2 separate regions of the Sus scrofa genome follow, and region 2 is linked to region 1. The links are chromatin contacts, called in public promoter capture Hi-C maps. All regions are on one chromosome and are shown on one strand. Each heading gives the region's core, a stretch centred on a gene start, on an enhancer-like site or on the middle of the called end of the contact. The rest is flanking DNA. Distances are from core to core; before and after follow the strand shown.

Region 1 (7,043 bases), core at 2,028-4,527:
GCCTCGCCATTTTCCAAGTGAGTCGGGGGTGGGAATCCACCCTCACCCAACAGGTACTAGCTTTCCCGCCCTCTGGCTGGGCCCCTCACATCAGCATGGGGAGTGGGGCCTGGCTGGGTACAATGGGTGGTGGGTCCAGCACACCCCCTCACCCACCCGTGCTCTTTGACCTGTCACTGCTTCCTCCCCCACCCCGGCTCTGTCCCACAGCCCCCGGGGAAGGCCCTCACCGGCCGCTCTGTGGGCCCCAGCTCCGCCCTGCCAGGTGACCCCTACAACTCGGCCGTGGGGCCTGCTGACTTCGAGATCAGCCCCTCAGCATCCAGTGACTCCGGGGAAGGCACTTCGGTGAGACCCTCATGCGTGCAGCCCCTGTCCCACCTCAGGACAGGTCAGCCCGTGGCCCCTGCCTCATCCCCTATTTGGGAGGAGGAGGGTCTGGCGTGCACATGCACGGGGCAGCCCAGAGGCTGGATGGGGTGCAGTCAGGACCCACCCCAGGCCGTGGGATGGGACTCAGCACCTGGCTAAGCCCCTGGGCTTGGCATGCTTGAGCTTTGCACTCCCGTGAAGGGTGACAGGAGTGCAGGGCTGTGGCCTGGGCTGGACTGGCACTTGGGGCAGCAGGGAGGGGCCTATGTGTCTGAGAGTGTCCCTTTTCCCTCCCAGTTGGAGGCGGGTGCCAGGAGCGCCAAGCCTGGTGGGCCAGGGGCTGCGGCAGGGCCCGGGGAGGCGGGCCCCGTGCTACAGTTCTTCACCCGACTGAGGCGCCATGCCAGCCTGGATGGGGCTAGTCCCTACTTCAAGGTCAAAAAGTGGAAGCTGGAGCCCAGCCAGCGGGCATCCAGCCTGGACACGAGAGGTGAGCCGTGGCCCTAGGTAGGGAGCCAGGCCCAAGGGCGTGGGGCCAGTAGCAGGTGCTGCCCAGGAGGATGTGGAGCAGGAGGCTCTGCACCCTGGGAGGGGCACTGGGCGCCCAACCTGTGTGGGCCAGCATTACCTCCTGCCAGCCCGCATCTTGCCTCAGGTCTTAGGCTGGTCAGGAGGAAAACCCCGAGCTGTGTACTATGCCCCCGCAAAGCGAGGGGCTGTCAGGCTAGAGTGGGGATTGGGGAGCTTTTGCTATGAGAAATCACCACCGGGTGTGATTATGGCTTTGCGGTAAGTCTGCGTGCTGCCCCAGTGTGAAAGCAGCCCTAGATGGCGTATAAGAGTATGGCTGTGTGCCGGTTAAACTTTATTTACAACTACACGTGGTATGCCTTCAATCCTGCAGCCCTCTGGCCATGTGGGGTCCTGGATATATGGCTTCCAAACCCCCACGCCAAGGACTGGGAGTGGTGCCTCCTGGCCCAGTGGGCACCAACAGCTGAAATGAGCCTGGCTCAAGGGAGCTCAGCAGAGACAGGACTCTGGGTTGCCAGCTGTCCTATGGAGGAGGTGGCGGTACCTGGAGAGGCAGGGATGGGGGACAAGCAGTGTTGGAGATGAGAGAAGCCGTGTGGTCAGTGGCAGAGGAAGCCCCTTTGTTGGGGCCTGGCTCCGGCTGGTGCAGGGCTGGGCAGGGTGAATTCTGGCTGAGGTGCGCCTGGCCAGGGAGGGGAGGGCTTAGCCCCTTGTCCCACCAGGAGCCCAGAAGGAGCCTGTGATTCTTGGAGTGATTACAGTGAAACGGAGGCAAGGAAGCGCCCAGAACCTGTTTGCTGGGTGACTCTCATCCCCACCCGAGGCTTTCCCACTGAGGCCTCTTATCATGGGAGGGTCTTGGTCCCTGGCAGGGCTGGAGCTGGCAGGACAGGGCTTCACCTCTCTGCTCTCACACCTGGCCCTCACTCTCTCACGCCTTCCTTTGGCCGGCTACACATTAGCCAGGCCATGTCTGTCACCGGGTAGCCAGTCCAGGTCCTTGCTCCGGCCACACCTGTCTGCCAGGGCTGCTCAGGAGGCCCTTTGGCTCACCCCTTCCCTGGGCTTTCTGCTCTCTATGCCTTGGTTTCCTCATCTGCACAGCAGGGTACACACTCACGTGGCCCAGGGTGGTGGTGGGGGGGGAAGGGGATGGGCCCAGGGCTAGGAGGGGCCCCGGCAGGCTGCCGTGCCTTCTTCTACACAGGCTCCCCCAAGCGGCACCACTTCCAGCGGCAGCGGGCCGCCAGCGAGAGCATGGAGCAGGAGGAGGGGGGCGCCCCCCAGGCCGACTTCATTCAGTACATCGCCAGTGCAGGAGATGCAGTGGCCTTCCCAAGCCCCCACCCCTTTCTGACCAGCCCTGCCAGCTCGCCCCCCGCTCTCGGCAGGTATTTTTCAGTAGATAGAGGTGCTAGGGGTGGACCTGTGGGCCCCCTGCCCCACCCCGTCCCCCATAGGTGGCCCAGGGAGCGCTCTCCCCACCCTTCGGACAGGCGGTTCGTGTCCCTCTGGCTCCACCATCCCTCGCGGAGGCTGCCTCGCTGAGGCCACCTCTCCAGCATGGACTGCAGGAGGGAAGCAGGGGGAGACTGGGTAAGGGCAGAGGGGCGGGTGGGGCCCCAGGGTCCCCAAGACAGGATGCCTGCTCAAGCCAGGCCTCAGTGGGTGTGTGTCTGTGTGGGTATCAATACTTCCTGGTGGAGCCCATGGCCCTTCCTACCTGCCCTGCTTCTGAGGGCTGGATGTCCCTACTTGGAAACAGTGTAACCACTTCTACCAGCAGTACCCCTCCCCCAGCCCAAAGGCAACTGTCCTGAAGCTCTGGACCCTCCTCAGTGATAAGGGAGGCTAGCTACTCCTGGGCACTTCCAGGTCTAGGTAGTTAACAGTTCTGTGTATCCTCTTCCAGGCTCCTATCAGCTCATGGTGGGGGTGAGGCAACACAGCCAGAGTCACCTGGTGTAGGGGCTGAGCGGGACCCTGCTTGGTCCAGGCAGTGCTTTGCTATACTAAACTCTTAGGAAGCTCATCTTCTAAGGTCTTAGCTCTTTCTGGGCAAGGGGCCAAATCCCAGCAAATGCTCAGGTCACATATTCTGAAAGAGGCCCTGGTTAAACAGCAGGTGCCAAGAGGGCTCTGGGTCTACCCCCACACATCCACTCCTAAGTAGACAGGCAGCATTCAAAACACCCATCTTATAGCGAGTCTGACAAAACCTGAAGGGTTCCCACCGGTGCCCACCCTCCCGGACCCAGAGGCAGGGTGGCCGGGGAGGGGGCGCGGGGGCTTGTGCAGCCTTCTGACGGCTGCAGCCTGTTTTGTAGGCTAGAGGCAGCCGAGGAGGTGGGCGCCGCGGGAGGATCCAGCCCCGAGTCCCCCCCGGAGCGCAGCAGCAGCAGCATGGGGCCTGAGCAGCAGCAAGACTCAGATGGTGAGCGAGATGCAGGGCCGGAGCAGGCCCAGACCATCTACCGCGACATCTGGAGCCTGCGCGCTTCGCTCGAGCTGCATGCAGCCACCGCCTCAGACCACAGCAGCAGCGGCAACGACCGCGACTCCGTGCGTAGCGGCGACAGCTCGGGCTCGGGCTCCGGGGGCACCGTACCCGCCTTCCCTCCACCTTCACCGCCACCCACACCGCGCCCAGCGGAGAGCGAGGCAAGTGGGCCCCGCAAGCTGCTGCAGATGGACAGCGGCTACGCCAGCATCGAGGGCCGCGGTGCGGGTGATGAGGGGCCTCCCAGCGCGCCAGAGAAACGCTCCTCCTTCACGAGCGCGGGCCACGAGGCCACCGTAGGCGGCAGCTTCGAGGGGCCCATGCCAGAGGTGCCCTCCCGACCCCGCAGCCCGCGTGCCTGGCCCCGCCGCGCCCCACGCCGGGACTACAGTATTGACGAGAAGACGGATGCACTGTTCCATGAGTTCCTCCGCCATGACCCGCACTTCGATGATGCTCCGTCTGCAGCAGCACGCCACCGCGCGCGTGTGCATCCCCACACGCGCAAGCAGTGGCAGCAGCGGGGTAGGCAACACAGCGACCCTGGTGCGCGAGCTGCGGCCCCAGCCCCCTCTGGGGCACCAACCGGCGCCCCCCGCCCTGCGCGCGCACCCCTGCGCCGCGGGGACAGCGTCGACTGCCCACCAGAAGGCCGCGCAGGAGAGGACCCAGCTGCCCTCGCCATCCCCGTCATCGAGGAGGAGCCCGGCGGCGGCTGCCCAGGCTCTGGCCTGTGCACCGGGCCTCAGGGCGCTCTCCTGGACAAGCTGGCAGTCAGCCTCGACGACAGACTCTTCCCGCCGCGCCTGGCCCAGCCTGTCGCTGTGGCCCCTGCGCTGGCCGCAGCCGCGCCCACATCCCCCGACCACAGCCCCGTCTAAGTCTGTGTCCTGCGCCCACCTCGTCAGCTTATACAGCACGGGCGGGGCCTTGGCACCGGACACACCTGGGGCGCGACGCCCTGGTGCGCATGCGCTGGGACTGGGGGGCCTCGCGCACAAAGCAGTGCCCCAGGCGCCCCGCGCCGCCCCAGGATGCGCACGCACACAGTTCATACCGGGCATTTAGCTGGGTCGACTAGAGGGAGTGTGGCGGATTCTCATCTTCAGACTCCTGAAGACCACGTTCCGCTTCCCTTGGTCCTGGACAGCGACCTCGAGCTGGTGACTGAGCGTAGCACACACCACTGCCGCGTCTCGGGCCCATGGCGATGGGTAGCGCATGCGCAGCGCCTGCATCCTAGAGGGGCGATGCACAGCAACTGCGCTAGACGCATGCGCAGAGAGACCCCTCCCAGGACCAATTGGGCCTCGAGGCGCGCCAGAGTCCGCGCCAGGGCACAAGCACAGTGACTGCGGGGTGCCGAGGACCCTTGAAGAATGCATCCGCCCTGGGCTAGGAGGTTGGCCCAAGACCGCGGCCGCCAACCCCTTGAAGCCGTTTACCTCACCGCGGCGAGTGCTCGCAGCAGTCCGCGCCCCCTCCAAGCAATAACCGCATCTGCTGCTGCCATCCCCAGCCCTAGATACACCCTCCAGCCCTCCTCCCAGTGTCTGCATCCCGACGCCCGCCCTCTGCATGTTGGGTGGGCCGCACGCCCCTACTGCATCAATCCAAAGAGCCGCTAGGACTCACCACTGTTTCAGACACAAAATCCAAACGATCAAGGTTTCAAGTTTCCCAAGCTTTATTTATTGCCAAAAGATGGGGCAGCCCTCGCCAGCGGCCGAGTCGCCCTGCCCCGTCCCTTCCTTCGAAGCTTCGCACTGTCAGTGTGCCATCCAGTGATGGAGTTTGTGTTTTGTTTTCTGGTTGATTATATTTACTGCATACTCTTGCTGGCTCTGAGTTTTCTCATGGGATCCAAGAGCACAGAGGCCTTGGGGGGAAAGGGATCAGGATCTCCAGGCCACTGAACTGTGCAGCCATGGGCTCTGGAGCTTTCTGGAGGCTGGGTCACCAAGACAGCACAGAGATCCAACATGGCCAAAGGCCATGTCCCTACCAGGCACTACCAGCAAGACCTGCAGACCCCGGCCAGCCCCTCCACCACAGGATCTACAAAGGGCCCCAGGCTCAGACTCTGATCACCCACTTGATAATACATCCTGCCACCCACAATTCCCAAACATCCCTCATGACCACAACTCAAATCCACCTGTTTTATTTTTTCTTAAAAAAAAAAAAAAGAAAAAAGAAAAAAAGAAACAGGAACCAACCAAAACAACAAAACAAGGCAGCCGCCTGGCTCCCTTGGGCACTAGGCATGCATCTCAGTGGACAGGCCTGGTCGTCACGCCCATCCTGCTGCCGCTGTGGTTGGCTTGAACACATCACCAGGTGTGGGAGGCGCTAACGAGTGGCAGAGTAAAAAGAGGAGTCAGGGTGGGCGAGAACCAGTAGTCTCAACGTAAAGTGCATGGCAAAGGCTGGCTCGGGGCCACACCGGGCCCTCTCCCTCCTCCCCTGGCTGGGGGAGGGGGCTCAGCATAGGATTGCAGTCAGCAGGAGATCGTGTCCACCGGCCATCAGGGGAGGGACGGGCTCCAGTCTCTGCTGCCCCTAGCCACAGCCCTCTAGGACCCCCTGGCTTCTGAAGGGGCGGTCAGCACGAAGGGTGCAGCGTCGGCCTTCCTGGGGCGGTGGGCAGCAGACCAGCAGTAGGCAGGAAGACTGAGCAGGACCTGGCTGGGGCTCCTGGAGATAGGCTGAGACCAGGACAGAAAGTGGGTCACTTCTGGGTCAACACATAGGCTCTGCATCCCAAAAAACAGGCCCAACGTGGGCTCCCTGTAGGTTGGGGAAACCAAGGCCTGGTCACACAGTGCTGGGAGGTCACACAGTGCTGGGAGTGCCTGGGAGGGCTGCGCTGCCTCAAGGGACCACCCTCTGAATTACTTACTGCCTGGAGAGATTAAGCACTGCCCTTTCTCCACAGAACCAGGTTTCCCTCCAAAGCAGTTTCTACCGTGTCTGGCTGTTCTGAAGCTGGCAGAGAAGTACTTCCAGGGCAGCTCCGTGGGAGAGGGGATGTGGCTGGACAGAGGCTACAGCCTCAGACCCCCACCCTGCTGTTCACATCCTAAGCAGGCCATGGGGCCTGTAGTCCTTTAGGGCCTTTCAGGATGGGGGCAGGGCAAACAAAGGTGGGAGAAGGAAGCAGAGCAGGCAGCAACAACCAAGATGACAGCCACGGCCCCTCCCAGCCCCCAACCTCCCACCCACCCTACACAGCCCCTCCAAAGCCAGCAGCCCCCTGTCCTGGGAGCAGCCCACACTGGGGAAGGGCGAGCCACTCAGTTTTGCAGGACAGACTGTCATCTTAAGGGGCCCTTCTTCTGCACATGGGCTCCCCAACCCCACTGAGGGCCTGTAGCCCGCTAAAAGTGACCTTCCCCCACCTCCAACCCAGACCCCGTGGTGATAAGCAGACTGATGACTGTGAAGGGCAGAGCTGGCCATAGTCGGCAGTGGCCATGACAGTGACATAAGCCAAGTACTGGCAGTACCCACAGTGTGCCCCCAACTCAGTCCTGCTGGTCCCCATCATGTCCCACCTGGAGGCAGCCACCCTCACTGCTGCTTGCAGGCTGACAGCCGGCGGATCTTGCTGCTGGCCGAACAGGCCTTGCGGGTG
Region 2 (7,043 bases), core at 1,901-4,400, 290 kb after region 1:
TTACCCAAAAAGACAGAATGGTTCAGTAAATAACCCTGCAGATCCTGGGATGCTTTGTTGACATGGAAAGACCGCCAAGATATCGTATTAAGTGGAAAAAGCAGTTGTAGGGCAGTGGGTCACCTGCCTGAGCAGCTGGCCCTTGTGGGGAGAGGTGTTCTGAGGACAACCTTAGGGAGAAGCTGGAAGGCAGAGGGAACAGCACTAGTTAAGACCCTGAGGTGTCCCAAGGCAAAAGGTTGGGGAAGTGGAGGAAGGATTGTTTCCGTACCCAGTGAGGCCGAGACTGGCCTGGACCCCAACCCCTGATTGGGTCCTCCCCAGACAGTGCCTCAGTCTTCCCCATGGGGAACTGAGAATCAGAGAAACAGTGAGCAATTTGCCCAAAGTCACAGAGCTGGGACTCGAACCCAGGCCCTGGAGCATGACTTTACAGTTCTTTGCATCTCTACTTCCTCGCCTGTAAAACAAGGCACTTATATAAGAACTACTTTAGGGGCTGGAGCCAGAAACAGATGAGTGAAGATTGCAAAGATTCAGAATGATCCTTGTGACTCAGAATGAACACCTGCTATAGTGCTTTGCATTCTTGCCACCTGCAACAAGAGTCTAATGACATTTTATAGGAGGGGAAGCCAGAAACGGCTACTGGTATCCTTTAGTGAAGTATGAGGAAGGGACTTTTTATCTTGGTGCACTAAATTTGCTGCTACTTGGTAGCAGCGTACTTGTGACATGCTCAAGACATTCACCTGAGGACTTCTGACACTCAGTTGCACAACCAACAAACACCCAGGCACATTCTACAAAACAGGGTTTTTATTGTGTCAGATGCTGCATGATGCTGCATGGGAAGAGCCCAGCCGGGGGGAGTGGGGTAACAGGGGCCGCCTTTCTAGAGGGTCCTGCCCACAGGGATCCTGGGGTGGAGAGGCGGGCTGTCATTATCACCATAGCGTCGGATAATGGAGTTGATCCAGTCTGCAAACTTGGCGGTGGAGGCAAAGGTGTCTGGGAAGAGCCCAGAGCCACAGCCCCCCCGGATGAAGGAATCTATCCCCTGGACCAGCCCATTGCAGACCAAGGGCCCGCCGGAGTCCCCCTGTGGAAGCAGACAAGTTTGGGAGGCTGGGCTTTCAGGCCCCACCCTAACATCCCCACCCACTGCCCTTCAGGAGCTGGAAGTTCTTCCAGGGGTCTTGGTTGCTGCAGCCTGGGTGGGAGCAAGGGGTGGGTTGTGGGAACGCAAGATACGTACAAAGCAGATGCCAGCCTGCCGGCCTGGTACCAGGGTGCACACATTGGTGGGGCGGCAGAGGGCTGTCACCACAGTCACATTGAGCTGCTGCAGGACTCGGGGCGGTGGCCGGTTCGTGCCCAGCTGGCCCCAGCCCATGGCCAGACATCGCACCCCTTCCCCCACGCCTTGGTCCTGAGCAGGTAGCTGGGCCACCTGCACGTTGCTATTGATGAAGGCAAATCTGTTGAGCTGCAGCAGGTTGTACAGAGCAGTGGCAGGTCACAGGAGGCAGTGAACAACAACCTTCATCTTTCTGGGCCCCAAGTTTTCCCCCACCCAGGGCTCCACCATGGTCCTGGGATATCTGAGAGCCAGATATCCACCCTGCAGGATGGTTCCCACCCTTTCCTGTTTGTAAAGTGCGAGCAGCCACTGTGACCCAGGGCATCCCCAGACATGTTTTGAGTCCAGTAAACAGTAGGTACTCAAGAAAACAAAACTATGGGTAACACCACCAGCAATAAAGCCATTGTTCTAGAACTTTACAGAAAATAACCATAGCTATTCAAGCAGTGGGGAAGGACAGTTCTCTCCCTCCAGTCTCCTATTCACATGAACGTGGAGAATTTTGACCCTATTTCCACGGACCAAGAGGTCCCTGCGCCTCATCCCTGTGGGCTCCAGAAATACTATCCTTATTGATTGACAGTTGCTCAGAGCTTCCCTGCTGTCCTGGCATCTGACTTATTTCCGTCTCACAGAGGGGAAGACTGAAGCACAGAGAGATGGGACACCAGGCCTGTCCTCACCGTGTCCCCAGTCTCCTGCCCATGCTCCGCCCTCCCCAAACTAAGCTGGGCCTTTGCACCTGCCAGTTCTTCCCCACCCGCGCCTCGCACCTGGAGAACCACAATGTCGTTCCGCAGGGTCATGGGGTCGAAGCCGTTTTCAAAGACCCGCTGGATTCTGAACTTCTGCCTGGTGGACTCGCCCCGTCGCAGGTTGTGTGCCCCCAGAACCACGCGCACGGACCGAAAGTTTCTGGGGCAGGAGGAGGCGATTGAGTCGTCACCCGTGCGGGCGCAGGGGTCCCATAGAGCCGCGCACCTCGGCCGAGGCCCCCAGCCCCGGCCCCGCGAAAACTGGAAACTGAGGTTGCGGGGGTGGGGGTACACTCACAAGCCGTTCAGACAGTGCGCGGCCGACAGGACGAAGTTCCGCGCTATGAGGGTGCCGCCGCAGAAGTGGCTTCCGCGCCGCTGCAGGGACGCCATGAAGGGCCATGCATGTGGCCTGGCCGGCCGGCCCCCCACGATTTCCGAGGCCAGCGCGGGGCCTGGGGGCGCAGGCGGTGGGGGCGGTGAGCCGCGCGGAGGAGCCCCGCCAAGGTCAGTCGGCCAGTGAACCCCCACAAGGCAGCCACCCTGTCCCTAGAGGGGAGTGGCCTGCATGGTCCCCCTGCAGGGCGCAGCTAGAGCTTTAGACTTCACCCACTTCGAGTCCCCGGAGGGTGCCTAGAGACCCCCACCTTCCCACCTTCGAGTCCCGGGGGGGTGCCTAGAGACCCCACCTTCCCACCTTCGAGTCCCCGGGGGGTGCCTAGAGACCCCCACCTTCCCACCTCACCCCAACTGTCACTCCCCATGAGGATGAGGGACCAAGAAGGTGCAGAGTAAGAGGAGAGGCAGGACTGGATGCCCTTAGGAGACCTGCATGGCCCCACTCACCGCCCAGCAGCAGGGTCAGTAGGACCGGGGCCAGGGCAGGGCTGGAGGGTCTGCAGCTCTGGGTCATGATTGGGCTGGGGCAGCAGTGACTCTGCTCTTGGAATCCCCTTGCCCCTCTTATAACCCCCCTGCCTCGAGGCCGTTGAGGTTGCCCCATGGTGGGGCCAGGTGCCCCCACTTCCTCTCCGCCCTCTCCCAGTGCAGGGGATATGGGGGATGAGGGAGTGGTGGGAAGAATCCGGGAGGAGGACGGGAGCAGGGGGTCAGGCTGGCTCCAGAAGGTCACCAGATAAAACTCAGGACGCACAATACAATTGGAATGTCAGATAAACTTTTTTTTTTTTTAAGTGTAAGTATATCCCAAATATTGCACAGCATATACTGATCTATATAAAGTCAGTCTTTATCTTTCCAACATTCAGAATTAATGAGCTTCCTGTGTTTTTGCTAAATCTCCCCAACCTAGGCCCAAAGGACTTGGCTGGGATGCCCACGTGCCTTGGTTTACCCAGGTCCCTGTAATAATGGCAGCCCCCCAGCACTGTCCTGACATTTGGGAGGCATGGCAGGGCCTGCTGGGTCCCCATTTAAGAGGGGGAAACTGAGGCACAGTGAGCCACCATCCCCACCCCCTCCGCCCCTGCAAACCACCTACCCAGTGATGTGGTGGGGGAACTGGGGTTCAAACTCAGATGTCCACAGGTCACAGCAGGAAGGTAACTTGCTACCTCCTCTTCCAGCCTTGGGTCTCTCTCTTGGGGCCTGATTTCCATCTTTTCTTTGGTTGTGGCTCCTAACAGGGAACTCACTGCCACCCAAGGCTCAGTCTCTGGTGGCCCTCAGAGGTTCTGGGACACCCCCACCCCCTGCTTTGAGCTTCTCTGAAGCCACTTCCAGCCTGAGGCAGTGGAAAAAAAATTCCCACCCAGGCCTGGCAGCTGGACCATGGCTCTCCATCCAAGTTTGAGAGCTTTGGCCAGACCTTGGAAGAACTTAAGCCAACAGTAGAGATGGGGTCCGTCAGGGCCAGTCCCCAGCCCAGGGGCCCCTGTTCCCCTTCCCACCTCCCCCCGGCGGCTGCTCCAGCTGCAACGGCCATAGCCAAGGCTGTCGCAAGAAGCAACGTTCTCCTGGCTTGGAGCAGGGTTCAGGGGAGGGAACCAACGGATCCATCTGCAGAAACAGGCAGGCGGGGGCACCCAGGGATGCCCAGAAGCAGGCTGGGGCTGAAGTCCAGTTTGTCCCTGGGCCCCCTTGGTGTGTGGCCACAGGCAGGTGAACCCCCATCTCTCTCCAGTACACAGCAGACGCTCAGTGTCCACCCTTCGTCCCTCCCCTGGGCTGAGGCACATCAGCCCGTCTCAGCTCCCTTCCTTCTCGATTGAGTTACAGCCACCATAGAGCACATGTTATTTATTTTTTCAATGATGATTTTTATTTTTTCCATCATAGCTGGTTTACAGTGTTCTGTCAATTTTCTACTGTACATCAAGTTGACAGTTACACATAACATATATACATACTTTTTTCTCATTATCATGCTCCATTGTAAGTGGCTAGATATAATTCCCAGTGCTATACAGCAGGATCCCATAGAGCACTTGTTAAACGCCTGCTGCATACACAACCTGTTTCCAATCTTGGGGTGGGGCAGGATGGAGGAGGTCCAGACTTTGGGGGATGCGCTTCAGGCAGGGATATTTAACCAAAGCTGCTTCTATTGAGCACCACCTGTATACTCCATTCTCAGTGGTTATAGAGGTTAAGCACCTGGCTTCTGGGTTCAGAGGGTGGCGTGGCCACTTGCCCACCATGACTTCATGCTACAGACAACTCCGTGCCTTGGTTTCCTCATCTGTAAAATGAAAGTGGTGATAGGAGTTCCTGGTGTGGCTCAGTCGTAACGAACCCGACTAGTATCCATGAGGACGCGGGTTCCATCCCTGGCCCCCTTCAGTGGGTTGAGGATCCGGTGTTGCTCTGAGCTGTGGTATAGGTCATAGACACAGTTCAGATCCCGTGTTGCTGTGACTGTGGCATAGGTTGGCAGCTGCAGCTCTGATTCAGCTTTTTAGCCTGGAAACTTCCATATGCTGCAGGTGCAGCCCTGAAAAGCAAAAAAAAAAAAAAAAAAGTAAAACAGAAGTGATGATAATCAGTCGCCAACTCACAGGATTGTCCCAGGATTAAATGAATGAACTTTTGTGAAGTTCTTCAGTAAGAAAGTGAGGTCCTTGAGGGTCTGTTAACCATTAACCACCCCCTGGAGGGCAGGGCCAGGCGTCTGGGGGAGCCTGATTCACCATCAGAGTGTGATGACGAAGTGGCGGCACCTCACTTGATCTTTGTTAAAGGAAAACGACACTCTGAGTGTCCTTCCCACTGCTGGAGGCCAGGAGACCCCGGAGCTGTGGGGAGTGGCCCTGCTCTCCCCAAACATCCTGTTTATTATTTTTTTTCTTTCTTTTTTTTTTTTTTTTTGATTTTTAGGGCTGCACCCGTGGCATATGGAGGTTCCCAGGCTAGGGGTCTAATTGGAGCTACAGCTGCCGGCCTACACCACAGCCACAGCAACGTCATGTCTGAACTGTGTCTGTGACCAACATCACGCACACAGCTCATGGCAATGTCGGATCCTTAACCCACTGAGCAAGGCCAGGGATCAAATCCACAACCTCATAGTTCCTAGTTGGATTTGTTTCTGCTGCGCCATGAGGGAACTCCTGTTTATTATTTCTATTTATTATTTCTGTGGATTTGTCCTTCCCTGAATCTGCAGAACCCCAGCAAATCCACCCGTGGCTCCAGAGCCCCCAACCTTAGCTCCCCTTCTTGGGTGTGATCTTTTTTATTTTTGTGGCCCCACCTGGGGCATATGGAAGTTCCCCGGCCAGGGATTGAATCCAAGCCACAGCTGCATGCCAGATCCTTAACCCACTGTGCAGGGGATCTGAACCCATGCCTCAGCAGCTGCCCCAGCCACTGTCATCAGCTTCTTAACCCACTGTGCCATGGTAGGAACTCCTTGGGTCTGATCTTTGCTGGACAGAACTTTTCCTCTGACTCATCATATTCTCTCTCTCTCTCACACACACACACAAGCACACACGCACGCACATCTTTGCTGGGCAGAACTTTCCTGACTCATCATTCTCTCTCTCTCTCACATACACACACACACTCACACATATTACACACACACACGCTGATGGAAAATAGAAAACACCCAGGGCTGTTTTGTCTGAGTCTTTGAGTTCCCATCAATGGCCTCAATCCAACATTCCCTCCAGCAAACCTCATTTACCCCCATTGCTGGGCACCAGAAGTCCCCCTGGGCTTTTTATAGCTATCACTTCCCGCCTTAAGCCCATGGGAAATGTGGGGAATTCCCAGCATTCCCCAACACTGATTGGCATACACTTCCCAGGATTCAGACTTGTCCCTCATCTCAACACATGCTAGCTCCTGATGGTGCTGTAAACCAGTCTCAGCTCCTCCCCTGGGATGGTTAGCTGAGGTGTCACAGGCCAGGGAATTCTGGCTCTTGCTTGAATTTGCACGCTGCCACCAGGTGGCAGCAGAGTAAACCTATAACAAAAGAGCTGCCTTCCAGCTCTGCTGTGTCCCTCCTGTGAGCTGGTGGGTGGGGTCCTTCTCCCTGAACCTCAGTTGCCGCATTCCCCGGCCACTTGCCTTCTCCGCAACTGGCCAATTACCCCTACCTCTGCCTGGCCTTAGCCCTCTCCTCTAGTCAGTTCATTCCAGAGCCCTGCCTGCCCTGGCCCACCCCTTCCTGACCTGCCACCTCCCTCACACAGCTTGCCTTGCTGTCCCCCACATCCCCAAGTTTGCCCTGACACAGGGCCCTTGCACTTCCTGTGCCTTGCCTGGCAAGTCTTCTCCTTTCGTTCCTGTTCTCACATTAGGGGTCAGCTCAGGCATTGTTGCCCCCTCCAGGTTGCCTCCCTGATAGCCTTTCTGCTTCCTGGCTGGCTCAGGAGCCCCACAGGCCCTGGGCACATCCCATGTTATGACAGCTTGGTCCTCAAGCAGCTGCAGAGCTGGGGGACACAGAG

Evidence for each region. Promoter capture Hi-C pulls out the DNA fragments that hold promoters and counts their contacts.
Region 2: a promoter capture Hi-C map of fetal skeletal muscle shows a contact between it and region 1, with 3 times the contacts expected there. The contact joins the promoter of ELANE here to the promoter of LOC110259376 in region 1. A contact is called at or near these places in 1 of 5 promoter capture datasets (fetal skeletal muscle) and 2 of 47 Hi-C or Micro-C datasets (embryonic fibroblasts and skeletal muscle).

What each region holds. Positions count from the first base shown.
Region 1 is chr2:77,224,817-77,231,859 of Sscrofa11.1, forward strand. It overlaps LOC110259376 (voltage-dependent calcium channel beta subunit-associated regulatory protein-like), which reads left to right and starts at 3,278. Exons shown (of 1, transcript XM_021084267.1): 1 at 3,278-5,595. The coding sequence starts at 3,310. The coding sequence ends at 4,287. It overlaps CBARP (voltage-dependent calcium channel beta subunit-associated regulatory protein), which reads left to right. Exons shown (of 10, transcript XR_002341709.1): 6 at 1-17; 7 at 211-348; 8 at 670-862; 9 at 1,629-2,297; 10 at 3,234-5,602. STK11 (serine/threonine-protein kinase STK11) reads right to left here. Exons shown (of 10, transcript XM_021084263.1): 9 at 6,964-7,043; 10 at 5,072-6,114. The coding sequence ends at 6,980.
Region 2 is chr2:77,512,968-77,520,010 of Sscrofa11.1, forward strand. ELANE (neutrophil elastase) reads right to left here and starts at 3,151. Exons shown (of 5, transcript XM_003122986.4): 1 at 2,968-3,151; 2 at 2,420-2,576; 3 at 2,140-2,281; 4 at 1,259-1,489; 5 at 802-1,102. The coding sequence starts at 3,124. The coding sequence ends at 896. The region is part of intron 15 of MED16 (mediator of RNA polymerase II transcription subunit 16); the gene reads left to right.